2 separate regions of the Oryctolagus cuniculus genome follow, and region 2 is linked to region 1. A link is a contact called in public Micro-C data. All regions are on one chromosome and are shown on one strand. Each heading gives the region's core, a stretch centred on a gene start, on an enhancer-like site or on the middle of the called end of the contact. The rest is flanking DNA. Distances are from core to core; before and after follow the strand shown.

Region 1 (7,652 bases), core at 2,107-4,606:
AGACTGTGAGCCAGTCGGATAGGAACCCCTGGTATGGAGGAGCTTTGGGAGCCCGTGGGAAAGTCGTGATAGGTGTTTTGATCTAAGACTCTAATGCAGGGGTAGCCATTAGTTTGGTGCAGCAGTGAAGTTGCCACTGGGGACGCCTGCATCCTGTATTAGAATGCTGGGCGCAACACCCGGCTATTCTTTTTCCTCTCCAGCTTCCTGCTGCTGCACATCTTGGGAGGCAGCAGGTAGTGGCCAAGTGCTTGGACTCCTGCCACCCACGTGCGACACCCAGGTTGAGTTCCAGGCTCCTGGCTTTGGCCTGGCCCAGTCCTGGCTGTTATAGGCATTTGGGGACTGAACCAGCAGATGGAAGAACTGTCTCTGTCTCTAATTTCTCCCTCTGTTTCTTTGCCTTTCAAGTAAAATGAAAATAAATAAATAAATAGAATGTTAACGGTGATGCAGGGTTTCTCAAGCTTGTCATCATTGACATTTTGGGCTAAAGATGATTTGCTGTGGGGCACTGTCCTGTGCAATTTAGGATGTTCAGTAGCACCTTTGGCCTCTACCCTCCAGATGCCAGAAGCCACCCCTCCTCCCAGCCGGGATAAACAAAATGTTTCCAGGAAGCAGCAGATGTCCCCTGCGAGGACAAAAGCAGGCAGGTTGAGAACGAGCGTTTGAGTGCCCCTCCCCTTAGCCACGTTCAGGAAGGCGCAGGGCTGCCCTGCAGCCGAGCTTGGAGTCCCCATCTTGTTCAGGGAGGAGCACCAGGCTCTCGGAGATGGACTGGGGCCAGTGTGAGGTGACTGCAGCGGTAGAAAGGACCCGAGATAACCGCATCTGGAAAACAGCTAAGCTGCCGCCGAGCCGGGAGAGCAGAGTGTCCAGGGGCTGTCTTGTGGCTGTCCTCATGTGTCTGGAGGAGTCACAAGGCAGCCGGGGGATTCAGCACTCTCCGTCCTGTCCTGAGGCACAGACCCAGGTCCCAGGAGCAGAAGCTGCAAGCAGTCTGTTCACGTCAGTGCCCCGTGGTTTAGGCGTCACTGTCCCACACAGCCTGGCCACACTTCCCCGGGTCTGGCAGTGGACGGTGGGAATGGGGGGATGGGGAGGTGGTCACACCCCAAGCCCACTCCTGGCCCCTCTGGGCTCTGCTTTGGAAGGGATATGCGTGGGTTGCTTTTGGGCATCCCCTGATGCTCTGAGACCGTGTTCTCCCTGAAATTGGGCTGTGCTGGCCTCTAGGAGGGATATGAGGGTTGCTCATGGGGTGACTAGGGGGAACTACCAGGTCAAACACAGACACAGGCTTCACTCAGATCCCTGCTGTGTGGCCGAGACCAGGTCGGGTAGGGACCTAGCTTGACTAGGCGGCAATGACAGGGACTGGCAATCAAGGAAGAAGCTGAGAACCAAGTGCAGGAAGAGAATTGCCTTTGTGCCCCAGGGACAGAGAACCCTCCCGGGGCAGGCAGTTTGCCCGGAAGTTAGATGCTGGTTAAGACTCCCATGTCCCACACCGGAGTGCCTCCTGCTAATGCACACCCTGGGTGGCAGCAGGTGATGGCTCAAGTACTTGGGTCCCTGTCACCCCCATGGGAATGGAAGTCCAGCTCTGATATGGGCATCTGGGGAAGTGAACCAGTGCATAAGAACTCTCTCTTGCCCCCTCCCTCCCTCCCTCTAAAATAAATTAACAAATAATTAAAAACAAAAATTGAAAACCAAAAAGAGCTGCTTCTAGGCCCAGCACCTGAGTCCTTCCTGAATTGCTCCTGCCTCTTCTCACTTCCTTTTTCCCAGATTAGACATCCTGGGCCTCTAGGACACCCCTCCCCTGACCCCTCCCTGCATCCCCAGGACGAGTCAGCAGGGCGCCTGAGTTCTGTCAGTGCCCTGAAGCCCACCCAGGCTTCCACTGGGAGCAAGTCCCTCCCCCTGTGAGCTGCAGCCATGAGAGGAGAAGAGGCCTCATGAAGTGTGTTCACAGGGGGATGGAACCTGCAAAGAAGTCTTTGCCCGCTGCCGGGACAGCCTCTCAGCCCTCGCCTTTCAGGCACAGGCTCTGGCCAGCCCTTCTCATCGCCGAAAGGTCTTCCTTGGGAGCGGAGCTTCCTTGGTCAGAAGCCGGGGCTGTTTCTCTGTCAGGTCAGAGACACAGGGATGCTTAGGGACCTCGAACATTTTAAAATTCTTTTATAATAGCAAGGGAAAAAGGGGACTTTTAGGTGGAATAAAATGGCTTAGTATATACTAATTATGTATTCATTTTTGTATCACGGCAGTCACACAGTCTACCTGATACATGTTTTATGGAGGAAGAAGCTCCCCTGTCCACAAAGGGTGGGCTGTGGCTGTGCCCCAAGCCAAGCTTCCGAATGAATGTGAGAACTTGACAGTGCAGGTTTTCAGTTGGTTTGGTTTGGTTTGGGTCTTTCTGGTTTTGAAGAAACCCAGGACCGATTTCTTAGTTGAGATTTGAGGTCTGGGGGAGCTGGGGTACTGCTGGGAGCCCTTGCCAGTCGGATGCTTCCTCAAGGTTCACACGGAGCCAGGCGGTGGCATTGGGGCTGCGTGTGCCAGGGGCATCTCCCTCTTCCAGGGAGAACTCCAGGGACTTGTCTCGATGCATTACTTAAGGACGTTTTGACAGCCAAGCTGGCCAGTGCTGCACTGGGCCGCCCGGAGCAGCATGAGTCACAGGGCGGGCGGAAGCTTTCCTCGTGGGCGAGAGGTTTTCTTCGTGATCTGGGTCGACGAGGTACCTCTGAGGTTCCTGCCAAACTCTGAGACACTGGGATTCCGTGAACATTAGACTTGGTGCTATATAATTAGGATGCTAACCTCATGATGGAGGGGGAAAAAAATCAGATGGAAAAAGAAAGTATACCAGCCATTTCAACATCTAACGCAGTTCCTGTTTTTCTTGCTCTGTGATGTGACCCATCTGTGAAGCTACTCTCTCTTAGGGGTACAGTGTAGAAAGAACTTAAACCGACACCCCCAGACCACCCTGGCCTTTTCAGACTGCATTGCCGTCTTTGCTTCCCTGGTTTGTGGCGGGTACCTTGGACTCTGGACAGGTTTCTGGACTGTTCTGTACTCTGAGTGCTGACTCTGCACGCCTTGGCTTTGCATCTGAATGCGATGCCAGCTCCTGGAGTGAGTATCTCAAGAGATAAACCACCAGCTTGGTGGCAAACAGAAACACTCCCTGTGCTGCAGACGTTTGGCCTGGGGTTGTAGGCAGAGCCCTAGAGAGGAGGAGGAGGTGGGTGGGCTGGTGCCTTCTGTCACCCCTGAAAGGTGGAGAGTCCCACTTCAGTCCTCAGGAGGGGGAGAGTGGGAGGTGTAGCCCTCAAGACCTCCCTGGCCGTGAGTCTGAAGTCTCCTGCCTGCCTCACCACAGGGACCGCGGCCTTCTTCCTGGAGGAAGCCTAGCCTCCCGTTGGCCCGGGCTCCTGGCTCCACCAGGCCCCACTGACTCAGTTGGCCGGGTCCTCAGACAAATGGCTCTGTTGAAAGAGCCGCTCCTTTGTTCTTGCTGAAGAGTTTTTTCCTACGTGAGTGGAGCAGACTGGAGGGAGATGTGTCGTATGGTATAGTAAAATTGCACCGCTGACTGTAAAAAAAAAAAAAAATTAACAGAATCTACCAAAATATTAACAACAGCTGTCTTTGGGTGATGGACTGTGTGTGTGTTGTTCTTTTTATATTTTTGAATGTTCTAACTTTTTCCCCCATAAAACTTTAGAAAAAATTAATAAGATAGACAAAGAAAAAGAACTTCCATCTGCTGCTTCACTCTCCAAATGCCCGCAACAGCTGGGGCCAGGCTGGGGCCGGGCTGGGGCTGGGCTGGGGCCGGGCTGGGAGCTGGGAGCTCAATGCAGTTCCCCTCGAGGGTGGCAGGAACTCACTCACTGGAGCATCACTGCCGTCTTGCAGGGTCTGTGCTGGCAGGAAGCTGCAGTCAGGAACAGCTGCAGCCGAGAGTTAAACCAGGCACTGCAGTGCCATCTCAACCAGCACCTCGACTGCCAGACCAGACATGGCCTGCCACAGCATTCACTTTTCCGTAACGCGCAAATTTGCTAAAATAAAGGGGATGGAGTCTTTGCTGTATCAAGACATCCTAAACAAAGACTATGTATAGTAGAGACCCAGGCAATGCAAAATGAAGTGAGCGTTCTCTTGGTGACACCTGTCACACAGCTCTCCCTCAAATCAAGTGGCTGTGGCCTCGTTGGTGATGTGCAGAACCCCTTCCTCATGGTGTGCCCCTGTGAGCTGTAATGCAGACATTCAATAACCACTTTCTGAGTGTCAGGGCTTCTCTGGGTCTTCCCTTTTCATCCACATGGCCACCCTGTGAGACAAGCACATTTAGTATCACGCCCATTTTCGAGACTAGAAAACTGAGGCATTGAGCTGATACAGCTGGGATTTGAACTCAGGCCGCAGAGCTTGGCTGCTGAACCACTGCACATTCTGCCCCTCGGAGGAGCAGAACCTGGAGGAAACACAGGCGTGGAGAGCGGCCATGTGGGAGGCTGTCAGTGCCTGTCTGGGCTGGGTCCGGTGGGTTTCAACTGTGGCAGGGCCAGGGAGGAGTCAGAGAGCTGGGCTAATGTGGTTCTCCTTCTCTGCAGCGTGCTGGACATTTTCCCCACTGTGGTAGCCCTGGCTGGGGCCAGCCTGCCCCAAGGCCGGCACTTTGACGGTCTGGATGTCTCCGAGGTGCTCTTGGGCCGGTCCCAGACTGGACACAGGGTAAGTGGCGGAGGCGTGGGCCCACACCTGGGCTCTTCATCCAGGCCTTTGTTGCCTTTGTGCAAACAGAACTACCCTCAGAAGGTCAGCCCCTGCAAGGAGCCCTGAGGGGTGGATCCTGGGAGATGATCCCTGCTTTGCACTCCGTGCCCGTCACCCAGCCAGCTCATCAGTCCAGATTCACGTTTAACTGTGCGTCACGGGTGGGCCTATGTGGGTGCTTACCCCTATGATGATGGTCTCCCTCGCATGTATTTAATTTTCTGTGAGTTGCATGAGATGGCTGACTGGTGTCTGTGACTTGTTCCTGGTGGGTCTCCCCAAGTAGAATAGAAGTTTCCTGAAGGCAGGGATCCCAGCTGTCAGCTCACCATTGAGTTTTCAGTGGACCTCACGGCACCTGCCCGCAGCCCGCATTCTGTCCATGCGCAGTGGATGAACGAACGAACGAGCCAAAGATGTCTGGAATGGCAGGGTCGGCAGCGTCTTGTATCCCTGCGCCCGGGCACTGGACACATACATCCCTCTGCGGCCTTGGCAGGGACCTTGGGCCTCAGTGCCCTCCTCAGTGCACGGTCAAGCACACAGAACTTCGGCCTGGTGGCCCTTCCCTGTCATTTCCATGTGTTTTCCTTTCACCGAAAGGAAGAGGGCGTGGGAGGAGGGACGGAGGCGGAAGAGCGCACACGCTGCTTTGTCAGGGACCGGCACTTCAAAGAGTCTATTTATGTCTCTTCTGAGGGTCACCTGGAAGTGACTCAGATGTGCTCAAACGCACGGTGGCTGTGGTCACTGGAGCTGCCCTTCCCACTCACCCTCCCCCGGCCAACCGCAGGGCCCGCCGCGGTTTGGTGCCCTTTAACGCAGCCGCTGGGCCAGAGGTCCCCTGGGAGATTGCGCCTCTCCCGGGAGTGCTGGCCCTGGAGAGCTGCGCCTCGCCCTGCTCCCCAGGGTGGCTTCCGCCGGGGCTGGAAGTGAGCGGCCATGACCCTGAGGCTTATCTGCCACGTCAGGAGAGGCGCTCCTGCGTGTTTACTACCGCGGCTCCGAATAGAATCCTTGGGGTCACCAGGAAGCGGCTCCTTGACGTGGGCGGCCCTGCCTGGGGACGCCAGCTCCTGCACGGGGGAGCTTCCGTTCTCAGACAACCTCGGCTGCGGATGCCAGGCGCAAGCTCCTGGTGGGGATGCCCCTGTGGGAGTGGGGGCTGACTTGCTCTTCTAACCACAGTGAAATGGCGGGAAGCTGCGGAGGGTTTCAGCAAGGTTAGAAGCACGCAGAGGTTGGCACCTGTGGGCCCCAGCAGGTCCCTGTAGGTGTGAGCCAAGAGGCTGAGGCAAGACTCAGGACAACAGGGGGTAGCTGCTGGCCCTGAGTTTGGCTGTGGTCGTCTCTGGTCACCTGTCTCTAATATAGCCGAATAATAGGATTAAAGAGAATAAGTTGTCTTGCATTGCAACAGCTGTGGGGAAGTCAGCGAGTGATTTTATATTTGTACAGATAAATATACAGATGTCTAAAGATGCATGCATATATACATGTATACTTAGTTTATTTTTTAAAGACCTATTTATTTTAAAGGCAGAGTTATAGAGAGGTAGAGGCAGAGAGAGAGAGAGACATCTTCCATCCTCTGGCTCACTCCCTAAATGGTCACAACGGCCACAGCTGGGCCAGGCCGAAGCCAGGAGCCAGGAGATTCATCCATGTCCCCCACGTGGGTGCAGGGGCCATCTTCCACTGCTTTCCCAGGCATATTAGCAGGGAACTGGATTGGAAGTGGGGAAACCAAGACTTGAACTTGCACCCTTATCGGATGCCAACACTGCAGGAGGAGGCTTAACCCACCATGCTATAGCACCAGCCCCAACTTAGGTTATTTTAAATAAACACAAGCTGTTCACCTTCATATGTGCCCTGGGCTTTCGAGGGTCCCCAGTGCAGGGTGTTGCTCAGGAGTTGGGTTCTTGCCTGTTTTTTTTTTTTTTTCTACGATTTTAGTTGAGAAGTAGAGTTACAAACAGTGAGAGGGAGAGACAGAGAGAGAGGTCTTCCATCTGCTGGTTCACTCCCCAAATGGCCACAATGGCCAGAGCTGGGCTGATCTGAAGCCAGGAGCCAAGAGCTTCTTCTGGGTCTCCCACCCAGGTGCAGGGACCCAAGCACTTGGGCCATGTTCTACTGCTTCCCCAGGCCATAGCAGAGAGCTGGATCGGAAGTGGAGCAGCTTCGACTAGAACTGGCGCCCATATGGGATGCCGGCACTGCCCTGCCGACACAGTGCTGGCCTCCTTGCCTGTTTTCCTGTTTTGCAAATCAAGAGACTGAGAGTTGAAGAGAAGCAGCCCCAAGCCACAGGCCCTGTGGCTGCCCCTCCAGGTTATACTGACAGGTTCAGGACAAACGGTGTGCTACTGGGTTTCACGCTGCATAGGCCTCTGTGACCCTCTTCATCCACCTCTTGGGACGTCACATCTATGGTGTTCAAATACCGCAGCCGGCCCCATCCTGCACATTCTTGCCCCTGCTCCTAGACCCGCATCTAGGCTGGGAGGGGGAGGGGCACACAGGCTCAGTCCAGCTCTGTGCTGTCCTGCCTCCCAGATGGAGGCTACAGGTGCTGATGTCTCCACTGGTCAAGTCATCCCTGTCATCACCAGGTCCAAACACTGCCGACCAGGGACGGGTTTCTCTGCTGGCTCTCAGCTGGAAGAAGCTATGCATTGAGGAAACAGAGCCAGGTGTTGGGCTCCAGAACACCCATCACTTCTCTTAGGGAGGCCCCTAGTGGTGAAAGACCTCATCGGAGTGGTTGGCAAAGGACTGACTGTGCCAGCCACCCCTTGTGGGGACAGTGAGCGGTGCACCCCCACCTGACGGCGGCC
Region 2 (7,652 bases), core at 3,770-6,269, 110 kb before region 1:
TCTGGGCTCCAGGTTACACTTGACTGTAGTTCTGTTGACGGCTCCTGACATCTCCCCTCACCCCTGCTTCCTGGAAATCCTGTCTCCATTTCTCCCTCTCTCTCTAGCCAAAGACATAGACTTCTTAAGTTAACTGGTTTCACCAATACTACCAGGGACTTCAAAAAGTTCATGAATAATGGAATGAAAAAATAAGTATCTTGGCATGAAAAATTTTGAAATTCCTGCATTTTTTCCCATAATATTCCCATGAACTTCTTGAAGAGCCTCATCTCTGTTGAGGTTTGTGAATGATGTCTTTCACAACTGCTTTTGAAGTGTGTTCCCTGGGCCCCTGCGTCAGCATCACCTGATCTGCATGCAGGTCAAGCCCACTTCTCCTTCCAGACCAACTGAGCCAGCGTCTGGGGGGAAGGCCCCAGAATCTGACTTGTAAGAAGTAGCCCTTTGCCTGGAGCGGTGGTGGTGGTGGTGGGGGGGGGGGGATCTGTAGCCCAGGGAAGGAGTGGCGGTGTTGGGAGACACTGGTGACTGTCACAGCTGGGGAGGCAGTTTTACTGGCATGTGGTGGGCAGAGGCTGGGCTGCTCTAAACAGCCACCGTGCAGTGCACAGGACAGCTTGTACAGCACGGAAGGACCTGTCCAGGCACGTGCCTGTGGTTAAGGGTGGTAGTGGCACTGAAGGAAATGAGAGGTTAACTCTTTGAAGATGTGGGCAGAGTGAAGTGTTGGTGATGAGGATAAGAGAATTGATTTCTGTCGATCTGTTTCTTGGAAAAGCGAGAATGAAAAGGACTGTCACAGTGTAGTGTTACCACAGAGCCTCAGTGTGAATGTCTTGCAGACTGTAACCCACGAGATCGGACATATATTTGGACTGCGGCACTGCCAGTGGCTCGCATGCTTGATGCAAGGCTCCAACCACCTAGAAGAAGCTGACCGGCGCCCTCTAAATCTTTGCCCTATCTGTTTACGCAAGCTGCAGTGTGCTGTTGGCTTCAGCATTGTAGAAAGATACAAAGTAAATTGGGGTTGGGGGAGGAGGCGGGGAGGGAGGGGAAGTGGTTATCCAAGTAGAAAACTGACATTTTCTATTAGGTCCTTGGCTACAGCTATAATTTATCAGAGGAAATTAGTGTAAAAGATAAGCAGGAAGTTGTGGTTTTAAAAAACATGCAGAGAAATACCTTTCTTGAAAACTTGAGCTTGCCTGCGGCTGCTTTGTAAGTGTAGTGCAGGCAGAAATGATGGGAGAAGTTTCTGTTTCTCATCCCTTTAGGGCAAGAAAGCTTGATTTGCAGAACAGAAACAACGCTGACATGTGTGACAAAGTTCGCTTCTTTACACCACGTAACTGTGGACATGATTTACGTTTTCAAATATGTGAAGAGATACGGGCGCTGGCAGTAAAGGGTGACCTTTAAGGAGGAAGAGTGAGAGTCCCTAATCTCAGTGTCTCTGTGTGTGCCACACATGCCCACACATGCCAGTTTATCTTCATGTGGCTGCTCACGGGGGTGACTACTTCAGTCTGCACGTGTGCCCACATACCTATGTCTGCCCATGCCTGTGGACACTGAACATGTACATGCCAAAGTAAGGTGCACCGTAGTGCTTTGTGGGATAGTTAGCAAGTCGAAGAAGAGCATTAATTATCCTACTGCCCTAAAAACACAGTAGAAGAATTTGTGTGTTTTGTGTATGGTGTATATTTCTTTTCATCTTTTTTCCTATGCATACTTTGGACTGTAATTTATAATTATGGTTTGTGTAGTTTTGGTGTACGCTGTTTCACTCAGTGTATCCTAGACAGTGTTTTATATTCATAACCATCTTTATCAGATGCAGAATCGTCACAGCATAGTGTAAGTCACAGTTTAGATAACCTGATCTAGGAGCCAGTGTCCTCCCCTCGCCTGAACCTGTCCTGCTGTGATTTGTTAAAATCCGAGTCTTCTCTGCTCTTCAAGGCCCTCGTGAAGTGGATCGATGACGACTCTGCCAGCACCCCGGTCGTTGCTCCAAGACATAGTCGTGAGGATAATGTGAATTTACCGAAACCTGCCGAAGCCTTTAAGGACTGGAGGGAGTGGATAGTAAAATGCCTCGCCATTCTCCAAAAATAAGGACCTTCAAATAGGAGTAATTAAAATAAATACTCGCACATGATGCTTTCCTCTGGGAGTCCTTCATTGGAACAGACTGTTCACTGAGTCGGAGCCTGCCCGAGAGCACCAGAATGGAAGGGAGGCTCCCTCTGAGCAATAAAAACCCGGTCAGCTCTTCATCTTCTGTCGTACTAGCCTGGGCTGTGGCAGTGAGCACATCACCTCTGTTCTGCAAATGCCTCACCAGAGAGCTAGGACTAGCAGTAACTAGTAAGTAAATAAATACTTTAAAGATAGCTGCATACAGGGGCTGCTGTGGCACAGCAGGTAAAGCCATCGCCTGCAGTGCTGGCATCCCATAAGGGCACAGGTCTGTGGCCTGGCTGCTCCTCTTCTGATCCAGCTCTCTGCTGTGGCCTGGGAAAGCAGTGGAAGATGGCCCAAGTGCTTGGCCCCTGCACCCGCCTGGGAGACCTGGCAGCCCCAGCCGTTGCAGCCATTTAGGGAGTGAACCAGCAGATGATGGACTTCTCTCTCTCTCCCTCTGCCTCTCTATAACGCTGCCTTTCAAATAGATAAATAAATCTTTAAAAAAAAAAATACCTGTATATGGCCCATGGAACCAGTCAACATAATTCCCAGAGAGATGCTGTTTCTAGAAGAGCTGCTTGCTGTGCGTTAGGCCTGGCGCAAGCATATTTGGGGACTTCGGTGGGCTCGCATCCTCTGTGCATACCCCTTCTCACCTGTGAGCTCCCCTGTGCTCTGGGTTTCGCCTCCCTTGGTGGTGGTCAGCTGATCCCTGAAGAAGCCACTGCTTGTATCGGCTTTGAGCGGCTCTGAGTGTTTACGGGGGACTGAACAGCAGCGCTGAACCTCAGCTTCCTGTGCAGAGGGCCTTACAGGCGATCTGCCATGGTGCTTAACGCTGGGCAGGGGTGCACTCTTCTGGGTGTAGAGCAGGTTTCTGCTTTATGCCTACAGTATCTCTCACTGCCTGGCATTGTGAAATGTTTGAGTCGGGGGAGAGTGGAACAGGCTTACTGTGGGTGTTCTGAGTGCCGTTTCGGCTTGTGTCAGGCTGTAGACACACGGCCAGCTGACGCACTAGTGATAGGTTGGGAATCTCAGGCTTGGCAGACCAGCTCAGCCACAGCAGCGTATTCTGCACGTTCGGAAACTGCAGTGTATCGTTTTACTGAATGCCGGGAGCAGGCAGCGTTTCCCACCTCACCAGACTTCAGGGAGGGGAGTTTATTCCTGCATTTTGAAGACATGGTTCTTTCTTAAGATGGTATACACTGTTACTTCAAGAATATGTTACGACTGCATTGGAGGTTTCCTTGGGGTTCGCCCCTACTTAAACCCCTCTACAGCATTTCCGAAAAGGACGCTTGCGTTTACAATTAAGTGAGGAGAGACTACTTGGTCATCTGATGTTGCAGGGAACCAGTGGAGCATGGACTTTTATGGATACTGTGACAAGCTTAATTTCCTCCTTGAATAATTACTTTTAGTTATCCATTCTATTTTATTTCCTTTAATGTTCCTACAAGATTAGCACCGCTTTAGTCGTATAGGTCAGCATTATTCATAAACCTAGAAGACGCATCTTTGCCTAGGCGAATATACTGGGGATTAGTTATTTGGGTAAGCTATAAATAGGAAGTCTGCTTGTGCCTACTCTGCAGTGTGAGAGAGCAGGAACAACACTGAATGTGAAACAGTACAGTAGGTGCTGGTGTTGAGCACAGCGGTTAAATGCACTTGGGATGCCCACATCCCAGGCTGTGCGCTCAGTTCCAGCTTGTGCTCTGGGAAACGGCAGGTGATGGCTGCAGTACTCGGGTCCCTGCTACCCATGTGGGAGACCTGGAGTTCTATGCTCCTGGCTTCAGCCTGGTCCAGCCCTACTAGCTGTTGCAGGCATTTGGGGGAGGGAACCAGCAGATGGAAGATCTTGTTTCTGTCTCTGCCTTTTGAATAAATAATTTTTTTAGAACGATGTGTTTATTTATTTGAAAGAATTGTGGAGGAAGGAGAGACGGATCTTCCATCCCCTGGTTCACTTCCTAGATGGCCTCGGCGGCCAGGACTGGCCCAGGCAGGAGCCAGGAGCTTCTTACTGGTTTCCGATGTGGGTGCAGGAGCCCAAGCCCTTGGGCCATCCTAGACTGCTTCGCCAGGCCATTAGCCGGGAGCTGGGTTGGAAGTAGAGCAGCCAGGACTCGAACTGGTGCCCATATGGGATGCTGGCCCTGCAGGCAGTGGCTTAACCCACTGCGCCACAGTGCTGGCCCTGAATAAAAAATTTACAATCTAATTCTAGTTAAAATTGGACTAAGCTAAATTTATAGAATAGACATTTATTCAGCAATCCATGTAAATACTGTGTGTAGCTAATTTTACATACTTTTGGACCATTTTTAAGGGTTAACTTTAAAAATACATTTTGTTTACTGCAATTATAGTTAAATCTTTGTCATTTTAAAAAGTGATTTTCACTAAATAACAGCAGAAGCCCAGGCAGGTTTTTCTCTGAAAATGCAGAACAAACAAGGCATTGACCTGGCAAAGACAACTTCCCGCTGTCTGAATACCGATCCTGTTCCCGGCGCTGCCGGTTACCATCTCCGCAGCCCCGGGAAGGGTTAAACGTTGGCGTTTCGGCCCAGACACTTCATGGTGAGGATTAAGCAGAATCTGGCAAGGACTGCCCGTCAGTCAGTTCTTGTCCAGCTGGTTTTCGGTTTGCTCTTGAGGCACAGGCCGCCCTGAGGAATACTTCGAAATGTGGAGCCCTCGGCGCGGCCCGGCCGGGCGGCTCCCTCCTCGGAGCCCGAGTGCTAAAATCCAAGCAGGCAGCCGCGGGGCCGCTAAAGCCGGCCCTGCGCTCGCCCGGGCCCTCCCGGCAGGAAGCGCGTCGCCGTCCCTGGGTGCGCCCGGCGGGTGCGGGCCCAGCAGCCGCCTGCGGCCCGCGCACCACCTGTTTCCGCCCGCAGGGACTGCTCGGCGGTGTGTGTGGGCAGGGGTCTGCGGCCCGCGCCGCCTCTGGCGTCAGAGACCCAGGGTGCCCGCCTCCGCCGCAGCCTCCGCTGCGGGTCCCCCGTGTGCGCGCTGGGCACGGCCTCGGAGAATCAGGATGGCGCCGGCCGCGGAGCAGTGAGTGGAGTCGGTTCTCGCCCAGAGGTTTGCGAAGCGCTGCGTTTGCTAGTTTGAATCCTAGTCACTTTCAAGCTTCTGGATCCAGAGCGGCACCGTCCAATAAAAACGCAGCGCAAGCCACGGAGGAGGAGATAGGGCTAATTTTTCTCATGGCCGCAGTAGCAAACGCAAAAAGAAGCAGGTGGAATTAATCATTTATTTACGATTTCCACATGTAATCAATAGATTGGTAAATGCTTTTTTTCCCTGCCAAGTCTTCAGAATCCGGCAAGATTTTGCACAATAGCACGCACACTCGAGGGCTCAGCAGCCCCACGTGGCTTGTGGCTGCTGTGTTGGACAGCGCGGCTCCGGATCGCTACACCTCTCTAGTGCCCGGGAAAGGTGGACCATGGAACTGAATTGATAGAGATTCGCGCTGACGGGGCGTGGCCGGGTGAAGGCTTCTGGGTTCAGTGCTGACTAAGGTTGAATCTTGCTGTTCTTGCAGATGTTTAATCTCCCCTGTCATTGCCTACAGCCTGGTATCTCCTTTAACTGCATTTTCATTTTTGGAAAGCAGAGTTGTGAGGTGTAAATGTGGAGTTTGTGTAGCCCCTGTCACGGAGAAGGAAAACGAGCCTGCAGGAGCTAAGTTAACTTGTGTGTGTTTAAACCCCTGGCAAAAAGGGGACCAGCCCCCACGTCTTCCCAGTTCTGAGTTCTGCATCGCTGTCACTGTGTTTCCTCGAAAATCAAATACACTAGCCAAAAGCCCAACCACTTCCTCCAGGTTGTTTACAGAGGGGTTATCACATTCAGTTTTCTGTTGCCGCCTGTCCTATTCAAGTGGAGCCACCCCCGGTGGCAGAGAAATCAGTCTGTGTGCTTCTACCTTAACACCAAAGGCAGAGAGCCGCACTGTCCAGAAAAGCACTGGCTGCCAGTTAGGGTCGTCTGAAAAAGCAGCATGAAAAGAAGAGAGGGCTTTGGGAGAAAGGTAAAGTTCAAAACAAAACGTGCTGGGTAGTGTGTGAAAGCCCACAGCCCTTCCTCTGCGCACCCAGCGTGGTGTCCACTCCTGCCCAGCTCGTGGGTATGAGTGTGTGCTTCCAGCTGATGCGGCCCTGCAGCTGGGCGCCTGAGACCTGTCTGCAAATGTGGATTCCATAGCTTTTTTTTTTTTTTTTAAGATTTATTTATTTATTTGAAAGACAGAATTATATATAGAGAGATCTTTCATCCGCTGGGCTGGTTCACTTCCCAAATGACTGCAATGGCCGGGGCTGGGCCAGGCTGAAGCGAGGAGCCAGGAACTCCATCCAGGTCTTCCACCTGGGTGTAGGGGTCCAAGGACTTGGGCCATCTTCCACTGCTTTTCCAGGCGCATTAGCAGGGAGCTGCATCAGAAGTGGAGCAGTTGGAACTTGAACCTGGCGCCCACAAGGGATGAAGGCACTGCAGGCTGTGGCTAACTGGTAGTGCCACAGCGCCGGCACCCACCCCGTAGGTTTTGAGCACAATGTTTTCGGTGTCCTAGGGACATCCAGTAGCTTCAGAGCCACCCAGCTCTCAAGCTATAATCACACATAGGAACATTTTCCCCCTTTGTAGTTACAGGGGTGATAAAAGGGACCGAGAAAAAACAAAGAAGTCACTCATTGGTTCAACAGTATTTATGAAGTGCCACCTACAGTACGCCATGCTGTACTTGAAGTCTGGGGGACGTAGCAGTGAACACAAAGCCAACTCTGTAACACTAGTGAGAGCTAGTGGAGGAGGAAACGCAAACAATCCTAACAGGGAGAGTAAGGGGACAGAAACGGTAGTGTCCTGCGTAGGGCTGTTAGGGAGGTGACATTTGGAAGCGAGCACATTGAAGGGTCATACCCTGGGCACATCTAAGGAAGGGCTGCACCAGGCAAAGGGAACAGTGCTGAGGCCTGAGGCCACTGTGAGGCTGACGTAGCTGGAGCCAAGGGAGACCTCATGGCATCAGGCAGCTCACATAGGATTTATGTTAAGGATTTATGCGTGGCCTGTGCCTTGGAAGGATTACTGTGGCAGCTGTCTAGAAAATTCAGGTGGGGGTGGCATGTAGCAAGAGTGGACGCAGGCAGGGCATCTGGAGCCTTGCTGTGATAACCTGGCCAAGACTGTCTTTGCCTGGCAAAGGGTGCTTACTGGTAGAGCTGGCAAAAGCAGTCGGCTTCTGGATGTGTTTAGAGAGCAGAGCCGATTGGACATGCAGAGCAGCAGGTTTGAGGAGGAGGATCCAGATCTCTGCAGGCCATCTGGGTCCTGCCCATGCGTGCATACGTGAGGCAAGCTCAGAAAATCCTGGAAAAATGTGTTGGATGCCAAAGCGGTCTGTGGATTTCAAGGTTTTGTTTTGTTTT

What was found. A called contact is a pair of places that touch in the nucleus more often than the background predicts.
Region 2: a Micro-C map of ear pinna shows a contact between it and region 1, with 4 times the contacts expected there. The contact joins the promoter of ARSG here to the enhancer-like site in region 1. A contact is called at or near these places in 4 of 6 Hi-C or Micro-C datasets (ear pinna, psoas muscle, skin fibroblasts and 1 more).

What each region holds. Positions count from the first base shown.
Region 1 is chr17:11,255,360-11,263,011 of mOryCun1.1, reverse strand. ARSG (arylsulfatase G) reads left to right here. Exons shown (of 12, transcript XM_051825882.2): 10 at 4,647-4,767. Among named protein-coding and RNA genes, the nearest start is that of WIPI1, 54 kb to the right of the region's middle. Within about 2 kb of position 3,356, at least 3 of the 8 cell types and tissues checked have an H3K27ac peak or open chromatin away from gene starts, as enhancers often do. A contact at or near this core is called in ear pinna, where this site is marked.
Region 2 is chr17:11,371,463-11,379,114 of mOryCun1.1, reverse strand. ARSG (arylsulfatase G) reads left to right here and starts at 5,019. Exons shown (of 12, transcript XM_051825882.2): 1 at 5,019-5,298. AMZ2 (archaelysin family metallopeptidase 2) reads left to right here. Exons shown (of 10, transcript XR_011383406.1): 9 at 846-1,022; 10 at 1,972-2,170.